Linked DNA regions of Mus musculus: all the other regions are linked to region 1. A link is a contact called in public Hi-C and HiChIP or PLAC-seq data. All regions are on one chromosome and are shown on one strand. Each heading gives the region's core, a stretch centred on a gene start, on an enhancer-like site or on the middle of the called end of the contact. The rest is flanking DNA. Distances are from core to core; before and after follow the strand shown.

Region 1 (3,443 bases), core at 431-2,930:
AAACGTGTAACTCCAGTTTCAGGGGATCCAGCACCTTCTTCTGCCTCTCAGACACACATGTGATGCACGGGCAAAACACTCACATACATAAAATAAAACAAAAATAATGATGAAAAATTAACCAGTCAAAAGAGGGTCTGTGGTAGAGTGTTTGGTATGCAGGGGGCTTGGGTTCAACTCGCAGCATAGAAAAGAAAAACAAAGAAAGAAATCCTTCAAGAAGAACTAGCTTGTTTTTATTAAATTTTTGTAACGAACACCAAATAGGCTTTGAATAATGGTTTCTCCTGTGGAAGGACCTGCTGTGAGTCCACACTGTGCACACAGCAGGGAGCATGGCCCAGGTCACCATCCAGTGAACGTCCCTGCTCACTTAGTAATGTGGGTAGCCATCCTGTGGAGGGTCCCTTCCCGGTCTCACTTTCCTTTCAACCCTGTAGATTCCAACACTTGGTGTCAGTATTGCCCCAAAGCCAAAACAGGATCAGGCTGGAAATTAAGAAAAACCCGAAAAGCTCTGGAGTGTGTTTTCAGATTCGAAGGCAGAACAGCGAACAGGAACCCTGTGAGTGCCATCGCTAAGCTGGTGGCTGGTCCCGCAGGAGCCAGAGCTGCTAGGGAACAGATGGGGAGGGCCCTGAGCCTGTCTGGGACAGGGGTTTGGCACTCTGGCTAAACTGATTGCCCCGCAGCTATCTGGCCCTCCTGGAGCTTCTTTCTCGCCCATGCTAGTACCCGCTTGTTAGGAACTTCCTGTGGTCCATCCTTGTCGTAGTAAATGCTTGGTGCCCACGGGTATGAGGGGAACAGCACGTAAACAAACATACGCAATAGAGAAAAAATGAAGGCCAAAGGAAAGCAGGCTGGTTGACGGGTTATGGGTTCTAGAATCATCCAGACACCTGATGTCCTCTCCCAGCCACTGGGCTGTCTCTTTCTTGTATTTCTTCCCATTTGCTGCTGCTCCTCCTCCTCCTCTCCCCCCTCCCCCTCCATCTTCTTCCTCTTCCAACTCCTCTACTCTTCTCTCCCCTCCCCCCTCCTCTAAATCATACTCGAGATCCAGGTAAATTTATGTTTGCTGCTTTATTGCTTTTTTTTTTTCCTAAGCCACAACTGCTCAGAGCTTGGGATGTCTATCACTTCTCACCTAGGTCTACACCAAGCCCGGTCCCCCTCTCCCTGGTGTAGAAAGGGTCCTGTGTCACCCAAGCACCTGTGCCTGCATTGGGAGAAGGCAAATGACACCTTCGTCATTTATAAATGCTGAAACCACAGTGCCCCTTTCTTCCCTCACTCCATTCCTCTCTCTCTCTCTCTCTCTCTCTCTCTCTCTCTCTCTCTCTCTCTCTCTCTCTCTCTCGTTCCCACGATGTTAAATCCATCCTGCCTACGGGATTTTTTTTCCCACTAATTGCACCACCTGCTTAGTTTTCTACCATTCTTCCTTGGTTTTCAAGGAATCACTTGCTTTTTTGTGTAGTCGTTCATGGGATTCAATACACGTGGCCATTTTCTTGATAGGAGCAAGAGAAAGGTGTGGACAAATCTTACCTTGGGGCTTTGCCTTGCACTGAGGAAAAGAACTGCGGCTGGGATGCAGCCTGTGGCTTATCCACCCCAGAGATCCGGGAGCAGATGTGAACTCTGCCCTCTAGTGGGGAAAGAGGGGGAAAGCCGCTACCCTGACCTCACCAAGACCAGACCACATCTACACCAATGGGAACCTCCTGAAGGATGATACACTGTGGATCCTTACGCCAATCCGCCAATCCTAATTTGGACCTGAATTTATGCCCAAAGGATCCATAGGAAGAAGTAAAGACGGGATTTTCTCTTAGGGGTGCCACCGACCCTCTGCCTCAGTGGGGAGATGCCTCATGTCCCGCTGCTGTGACAGAATGCCTGAGATAAATCAATGTAAACACCAGGTTTATGTGACCAATACTTTCAGAGATTTTTAGTCTACATTTGTGTCGGGTCTCGACTCCCCAAAAATGACAATCTGGGTTCGGCTCAGGCTTACTTGGGCCAGGTCAACACTTAGCATTCCTTAGAAATCTTGTAAAATGGGTTTCTGCTTGCCATGAAAACTGTTACCTTCTTATAAGCTCCTGCAGTCTCCGGAAATTGCATTGAGTTCCCTATTAACTTAAACAGTTCCCCAGTGGGTCAGAGCCCCATGCTCGTTCCCAGGCCGCTCCAGCTAACCCACCCTCCACCCGCTGCAACATGTCTCCTTCTAACTGGCAGGACTCTGCCGATATCCATGCTGTTTTCTCTGAATCCCAGGAGACAGCCTTGGTGGTTGAATAAACTGTTTTCCTTCACCCACAGAGCTGTCTAATTTTGGCAGTTTCACTTCGCCTTTGCTTACAAGTAGATGACACACATTGGTTCTAGGATGACGGAGGATGTGGGGGCGGAAGCAAGTGGCAGAAGTTGGAGTGGGATTCGCCTCATGGGAGCTGAGGAGCAAAGAGACAGAAGAAAACATTGACCCCCTTTAAGGACACAACAGCCTAACTTATTTTCACTAGGCTCCATCCCCTAATGATGCTACTATCTCTCAAAAGTATCAGAGGCTGATGACCAAGACAGCCATTTGGGAATATTGAATTTCCCAGCCATGAAAACAAATAGAATCAGGAAGTTGATAGTGCTTATAATGAATGCAGGGTTAGCTGAGAGAAAACTCATGACAAATATTAACATCCGTAAGCACGAGAGCCATTGACAAAATTTAAAACCCAAAGAAGGGGCCCAACAGGTAAGGTTTAAATAGCTTCCTCATAGGTGAGAGGCAAGTGGGGGGATGTTGTGGATAGTTTTAGAGATCCTCTGAGTTTTGAGAACGGAGAACAAGCCTGGAGAACAGTAGATGGCAAAAATTCCTCAGCATAGCAGCTGAGATGCGGAAGTTTGCCTCTGCCTCGTGATAAGTTGATTCTTCTTTGGCTGATGACATTTGAGTAAGTTTCAAGGTGACTTTGCTCCTCCTGGGTGACTCTGATTTTTTTAGGCAGATAATGGACTTCATAGAAACCTTCTCTAGTTGCCCCACCCCTACCTGTTCTGTTTATCCAGGGGCTCCTAAAGTCATCTGTACAAGTATCTTTTTTTTCCCTGAGCCCCAACACTTCTGTCCTTGAACAAAGGTCCTTTTCTGCAGTTCTTCTGGATTTCAGGTATTCTAATATCTCATGGGTTGATTATTTCCATCAATGATATTGCAGACAGTGATACTGGACCTTTCAAAAAATGTTTGACTTAAAGACCTGGACTTTGGGCTCTGACACCTGCTCAGGAGTTGAGTGCAAACAGTGCAGCCATTGTCTAACAATCTGCTCATTTCCCTTTGCAGCTGCTGTGAACATGTTATCTGTGTTATTTAGAATGTTGCTATTAATCATGAGATCCCCTTAGTGTATTTATCTAATTTC
Region 2 (3,443 bases), core at 618-3,117, 220 kb after region 1:
GGTCACTTTTTTTTCTTTTCAGATTATTTGGAATCAACCACATAATAGTTAGGCCATGTTCCAAATATCTGTAACATAAATGTCAAACAATGATATTTAATTGTGCTCTGGGGAGATATTTGGGGACATAATGATCATGGGTTCCCCACCAAGCACAAAGGGAAATACCGCACATGGCTGTCATTGTCTTCCAGTAAGCATTCAAACACTTTTGCATTGCATCTACTTTGTAAGAGGCAGACTAGGAACACAACGCCAAAGTCTTGTTTATGCCGTTTGGGTGTCATGGATACATTTAAATTTTCTGCTCCTGGAAGAGACTCACATACTGATGCTCAGAAGAAAAAAAAATTCTACAGAACCACCAAGATGTTTTAGATAAAGGTGGCCTTTCAGATCAATGATATAAGGTTATACAAGAGGGTTTGGGGGTGGGGTGCTGGGATCTTGCTCCCCACCCCCAAACTAAGATCCTTACTGAGGGATACTGTAATCTTCAGAGGAAATGAGTTGTGAGCCTGATAAAGCCAACTGTGCCAGGTTTTCCAAGGCAGGTGTTAGACAGCATCTCTTTCTTTTGTGCTGAGCAGGTCCAGGGCACACTGGTGTTACAGTCTGCAGAGTTCCTCGGAGCTGGATACTAGGGTCCCAAGAACTAATGTCTGAACTCAAAGCTATTGCTCACTGTAGCAAATCTTCATACACTACTCTCTCTTTCAAGAGCTAAGGGCCTTCAACCAAGAAAGGAGTGAAAATTCTAGATCCCAGCAGAGAAAACAGAGAGGGGTGGGTGGAGAAGGCGGGGTAGGAAGCCTTTCCTCTTTGCCTGTTAGCTGTTCTGTTGGCCTCCCCGGGATTGTAGGTCCCTGACATTCAACAATCTCTCTGGACAGTTCCTACCTAATGATGTACTTGATATTCTGACTAGCTGACCCAGCTTGCAGCTGCTGACGTCTTCTTCGCCCTCATCTCTAACATCTCTGAGCTTCTTTCAGCTCATTTTGTCCTGGGGAGCTACTACTGAACCATTGGGTAGATAAGGGCACAGTCAGAAAAATGTAAAGCATCGAGAATGTCTTAATGCTGAAAATGCAGCAGTGGTCGGATCATGTGTTTAACTCTTCCCACAAAAAGTAAGATTACATGTGTTCCAGTCTCTGTTGCCTGGGCAGGTCACTCCTCTGAGACCAACCTGATGACCAGACTTCAAAGATCACCCACCAGATTGCCAAGGTAGTCTCCAAACAGGAAATTTCCTATTCAGGCTTTCCCAACTCCTTCCGGTGCTACCCTGTTGAGAAGAGTGAGGACGGAGTCACTTGCTAAAATTGCAAAGGCCAGACCTGCAGCTGGCTGCATTGAGTTGTTTCTGAAGCTCCTTGGAGCAGTTGTGACTCATCCCTCCTACAGTCCCTTCACTTCCCACCCCTCTCACCAAACCAGCTACCCGTCTCACTCTGACTCCTATGAGCCCACTTATTTTCAAATTTGCTCAGTAAACACAACATCCAACCCCAACTTGCTTTCATGCACAGGATGGAGAGAGGGAGAAGGAGAGGGAGAGGGAGAGGGAGAGGGAGAGGGAGAGGGAGAGGGAGAGGGAGAGGGAGAGGGAGAGGGAGAGGGAGAGGGAGAGGGAGAGGGAGAGGGAGAGGGAGAGAGAGAGAGAACACTCTCGAGATTAAAAAAAAAGGGGGGTGGGCTTATGCAGGAAAGAACAACCAAAGACAGAGTAAGGATTTCTTCCCTGGACTTTGGGGAGCGAGAAACAATAGCTAATAAGAGACAAGAGCCAGGTTTAGGACTTGTGCCATCCTGCCCAGCTGATTTAAAGGGACACACCCATCCTAGGTAGTTTACCGGAAGTTGCTCCACAATCGCCTGCACACACAGCCCTGCGATTAGGAACCAAACAACCCTCTGGAGCCCTGGCTGAGCTGAGAGGGTCACAATGGACGAAACTGGCTTCCTTCCACACAACAAGGAAACTCAGACATATTTTCTCTGCTCCACCTTCCAGCCCTGTTGCCAAAGTCACAACAAGAAATGCAAACACCTCGATTTTTTCAGAGAAGTTGCAGGTATTTCCTGGATGGTTCCAACTGCCAATAAAAAAGAAAGAAGAAAAAAAGCAGCTTGTGGGTAAGAGAGAACAGCAGCTCCTTTCAAGAAAAACTCTGTGGAAGAGAGCAAAAGAAGAAACCAGAGTTTGATGAGATGTGACTGAACCAAGTGACGCTTAAAACCAGTTCCAGCGGACAGCAGTTTTAAGGGGGTGTCAAGACATGTAACCATTTCCCAATTCTCATCTCAAACCCTACTTTGCTATGGTCCCAGAGCCCAGGGACTCCAAGCCCACCCCACCCCCACCCCTGCCCTAGTACTTTGAAAATAGAAAGTATTCAATAGATCTGCTCAATAGTATTATCATCATTTATTAGTCGTTTCTGTGTACGTATGATTTATACATGTGCGTACCTAAAGATGTGCAGGTGGCGACTGCCGAGACCACGTGTGTAGAACTCCGAGGAGCTGAGGCATCCTCCTCAGTCACTCACCGGCTTATTCTCTTGAGACAACACTGCGGTTACAGGTGCACGCGGCCAGGCCTGTCATTTTCAGGGGGGTACCAGAGAACTGACCTCAAGTCTATCAGCTTGTGCAAAAAGTGCCCTTACACACTAAACCACTTCCTCAACCCTTGGCCAACATTATTTGTTGAGTGCCTGCCCCTTTTCAGGCACTAAAACATGGAGCATTGTAACAATAGAACTATCCCTGTGTCTCCTGCAGATCCTTAGGGACATGCAGGCAATGATCATCTGTATACAGAAACAACTAATAAAGAAATTGGTTTCAGAACCCCTCTCAGATCCCAAGTCCAAGGATGTCCAAGTCCTTTATAGTAATGCTATATAGTTTGCATATAACACACACACACACAACCCTACACTTTAATCATGTCTTGATTACTTTCAGTGCAAACTATAAATAGGACTGGGGATGTAGCTCAGTAGTAGACCACTTGAAATAGTCCTGACACTGTGTTATGTAGGAAATGATGACATGCTCAGAAGAAACAGAGCCACCACAGGCCTAACTGCATAATACATAACAAAAACAACTTAGCATATCTTTCTTTGCAACATTTTCCAGCTCCCAGGTAATAAGGCTTGCAGCTGTGGGGCCAGCGGATAGGAAAGGGCTGCCTATCTATTTGGCTCGGAGATCAACCCAATAAAGCTAATCATTAGACTCTTAGTGGAAACTCAGAAGCGCGCGTTTAGCATGAGCCCCAATTAAAAACACACTTTACTTTCCAAGTTGTAGATCTTTTTTTATTATTATTATTAATTCCTTTGCTTTAAAACTTAGTTCAGTCCGCGCCATAGCCTTTTGCTTGAAACCATTCTTGATGCCTATATGCGACTCTCGGTAACAGG
Region 3 (3,443 bases), core at 501-3,000, 150 kb after region 1:
TGAATCACCTTGACCTCTGATCAGATTAAATTAGCCTAGAGCTTCCAATGTCACTCTTACACTGAAGACGGTGACACTCTCAAAGGTTAACCACTCTGTCTGGAGTTCTTCTGATGCAGTCGCTACATTCAGTAACTATAATTAGGAACATAAAGATCAATGGCGACAAACATCAGTGGAAACAGACCCACAGGCCACAGACACAGGCCTTAAGCAGATATAATGGTATGTACATGGATGCACACAGACCAAACATCTTCAGGCATTTATTTTAGACAGGGTCTCACTATGTAGATCAAACTGGGCTCAAATTCACAGAGATCCACCTGTCTCTGCCTCCCAAATTCTGACTGAAAGCCAGAACCACCCCCTAGCCCTTGGGTAGTTCTAAAACCAGCTATAGGAAAACAAAAGGCAAAGGTGGAAAAATTTTGTCAGATAAACCATTAAAAATTTTAAATTATAGAATTAATGGATATCATTAAAATTAAGAACTTATGGGGTGTGCCTAAAAATAGCTTTGATACCTGGATGGGGGTGGGGGGCATATGTGAACCAGAAAACAGGTCAAAGGAAATTCCAGAGTGAGGCTGAAAGTCACAAAGATGAGACAGTGTAAGACGAGCATAGATTCCATAGGGGAACACTGCAGGGTTTAAACTGTGGCTAATTTGAAAGTCTACAAAGACAAGACAAAGTGTGAGGCAAATTCTTGAGAAGACCACAACGGGACATTTTCTAATCACACATCAAAAGTCACTGAAAACCACAAATGGCCAAACACAGATAAAAACCATACCCAAGCCCAAAACAGAAAAAAAAAAAAAAGAAAAGAAAAGAAAAAAAAAAGAGAAAGAGAAAGAAAAAAAACAGAGGGCAAAAGACATGTTACCTTTGAAAAAACAAAGCCAACAGCAAAATATCCCAAACCTTTAAGCTCAAATTCAGTACTCCACAGAAACAATGGAAGCCAGAAGACCTTTGAAAGAAGTCCTGGGCCAGCATAATTTAGCAGACAAAGGCCCAAGCCAGCAAACCAGATGACTTGAGTTCAGTCCCCACAACACTACGATGGAAGGAAAGAACCAACTCCTAGAAGTTGTTCTCTGACCCCCACACTGCACTGTGGCTGCATATGTGCACAAACACGCATGCACGCACACGATGTCAAAAATAATTTTAAAGAAAAAGCATTAAAGGAAAAAGACCACCTTGTGGATTTTTATGTTCAGACAATATTTCATTCAAGAGTAAAGATGAAATCAAGTCATTTTTTTACTTGGAGAAATACTTACAGATTCCCACCATAGCCTAAACATGGTGGGGTACCCTATAACCCCAGCACTCAGGAAGCCAAGGCAGGAGAGTTGAGAGAGGCAGAGACAGAGACAGAGACAGAGAGAGATAAAAATTGAAGTCCCTCAACTATTAACCTTCCAGAATTTTCTATACACAGTTTAGTAGGAGTCATATTAGACAGGTGCACAAGTGAGACACAATGAAAGAAAGATGCAAACTAAATCACTCAGGACAAAGCTGGGTTTGAATCTCTGTCCTAGAAGCTGACAGTGGTCATGCCACACCCGGGCTCTTCTGCACCTTCATCATCGAGTGCTTCTGCGTGTTCTTGCCACTTACCATGTCACACAGCCATGTCCCCAGCCCACTGGACACTCTTGTCTTCAGGCACATGCTGTCTGGGTCCCCAGTTACCCTCAACAGATAGCTCTTAACACACAGGATTACAGGGATCTGCCTGTGCTAATTGCTGTAGTGGGGGTAGGTGTACTTGGAGATATGTAAGCTATGGTTGCTACCCTCAGGGAACTCATAAGTTCGCTGAGGATGTGAGACATAAATCATATAACGCTAACTAATAATTCTGTAATTATCATAATAAAATGATGCAGTGGAGACCAGAGAGCAGTCTGTACTTAATTGCCAACTAAGTTAACTAGTTCATAAGGAATCCATAAATCACTATTAATTGGATTTCCAAGGAAAGCATTTATGTCAGAGGAAGAGCAGATTGGAGCAGAGGAAATGCCTGGCCAAAGAGAGTTCAACAGACAAGCAGGGTGAGATAAAAGAGGGTCAAAGCAGGGCTGTGGTGCTGATGAGGACAGAGGAACCGCCTCAGGCAGCATCACAGATGATGCTCCGGAGTCACCCACCACTTCAGAAACAAATCCTAGGTATTTAACACCAATCTTCAGTAGTAGCACACACAACCGCCTTAGCCATCAGATATTGTTATTTCCATTTTAGAGATGAGTAAAAATAGCTAAAAAAAAAAAAAGGAAAAAAGGAAACCCATCCCAAAAGATGAGATAAATAAGTTAAAAATAAAAAGCCAAAAGGGAGGAGGTATGGGGGTGAGGGGAAAGGAAGACTAGGAAAGAGGGGCGATGCTCCCCCTGAAAACAGAAAGGGGGAAATTATTATAAAGTTCAAGGACTGTAACAGAAACTTCCAGTAGTAATTCTTGGTTAGCACTCAATAATTCTCCCCCTAATCCACATTCACTTCTTATAGAATATTCTAGACTCCTCACCCTGACTGATGTGTGTAAGGACGTCCATGCAGAAGCACAGAGACGGGGAGAAGCGGAGCTGAGAACGACAGCCACCATGGTTTCCAATACCACATTCATTCCGGAGCTTACGAGGAGCTCAGAGCTTCCCGTGCATAGCGTCATTTAGCCTCCCAACAAGCCACCCGGGCAGAGCGTCTCATCTCCATCTTGTACTGGAAGAAATGGAGCCACTTACTTAGCCTGACCTCAGAGGAGCGGCAAGGCTCAAGATCCAATCCAAACCTTTCTGCCTCCAAGGGCCACAGCAAAACCCAGTGTTTCTCAAACCGCTGGTAAAAGCTTGCTAAGGCACTGTGCAATGTGTTTGGGGGTTTTGTTATTGTTTGTTTGGTTTTTTTTTTTTAATTAAGATTGGTATTCTCGCCGGGCAGTGGTGGCACACGCCTTTAATCCCAGCACTCGGGAGGCAGAGACAGGCAAATTTCTGAGTTCGAGGCCAGCCTGGTCTACAAAGTGAGTTCCAGGACAGTCAGGGCTACACAGAGAAACCCTGTCCTGGAAAACCAAAAGAAGAAGAAGAAGAAAAAAAGATTGGCATTCTTGGTTTATGATCAGCAAGTTTAATTTAATTTTAATGGACTGGAGTATAGAATAGAAAATATAAGAAGGTGCTACAAATAGAGTCGACATAATTGCAAGGAACTTCCTCCTATTTCAGACCTCATCATATATGGTGCTGTAGCATCGTTGATACTAATACTGTGGCTGATAAGGTTTAAAGAGAATTGCATTTAGGCTGACCTGACCCTTTAACAGTGTGTGTGTGTGTGTGTGTGTGTGTGTGTGTGTGTGTGTGTGTACGTACGTACGTACGTGTGTAGGCAGGTAGGGAAAGAGGATATTGGCA

The links. A called contact is a pair of places that touch in the nucleus more often than the background predicts. HiChIP or PLAC-seq counts read pairs in DNA pulled down with a chosen protein or histone mark.
Region 2: a contact with region 1 is called in an H3K27ac HiChIP or PLAC-seq map of CD8 T cells, with 9 times the contacts expected there. The contact joins two enhancer-like sites. A contact is called at or near these places in 6 of 484 Hi-C or Micro-C datasets (CD8 T cells, the G1E-ER4 cell line, the HPC-7 cell line and 3 more), 12 of 115 datasets of contacts at active chromatin or transcription factors (the 230-238 cell line, CD8 T cells, bone marrow-derived macrophages and 7 more) and 1 of 9 other capture datasets (embryonic stem cells).
Region 3: a Hi-C map of the N1E-115 cell line shows a contact between it and region 1, with 5 times the contacts expected there. The contact joins two enhancer-like sites. A contact is called at or near these places in 2 of 15 datasets of contacts at CTCF or cohesin (large pre-B cells and pro-B cells), 20 of 484 Hi-C or Micro-C datasets (the 63-12 cell line, the AML12 cell line, B cells and 15 more), 14 of 115 datasets of contacts at active chromatin or transcription factors (the 230-238 cell line, astrocytes, bone marrow-derived macrophages and 8 more) and 3 of 9 other capture datasets (adipose tissue, bone marrow-derived macrophages and liver).

Annotation. Positions count from the first base shown.
Region 1 is chr8:46,933,313-46,936,755 of GRCm38.p6, reverse strand. No RefSeq gene overlaps it. Among named protein-coding and RNA genes, the nearest start is that of Enpp6, 52 kb to the left of the region's middle. Within about 2 kb of position 1,680, at least 83 of the 459 cell types and tissues checked have an H3K27ac peak or open chromatin away from gene starts, as enhancers often do. A contact at or near this core is called in the 230-238 cell line, CD8 T cells, the N1E-115 cell line and 1 more, where this site is marked.
Region 2 is chr8:46,712,520-46,715,962 of GRCm38.p6, reverse strand. No RefSeq gene overlaps it. Among named protein-coding and RNA genes, the nearest start is that of Gm16675, 25 kb to the left of the region's middle. Within about 2 kb of position 1,867, at least 90 of the 459 cell types and tissues checked have an H3K27ac peak or open chromatin away from gene starts, as enhancers often do. A contact at or near this core is called in the 230-238 cell line, CD8 T cells and Th1 cells, where this site is marked.
Region 3 is chr8:46,782,613-46,786,055 of GRCm38.p6, reverse strand. The region is part of intron 1 of Irf2 (interferon regulatory factor 2); the gene reads right to left. Among named protein-coding and RNA genes, the nearest start is that of Gm31172, 9.5 kb to the right of the region's middle. Within about 2 kb of position 1,750, at least 5 of the 459 cell types and tissues checked have an H3K27ac peak or open chromatin away from gene starts, as enhancers often do. A contact at or near this core is called in the N1E-115 cell line, where this site is marked.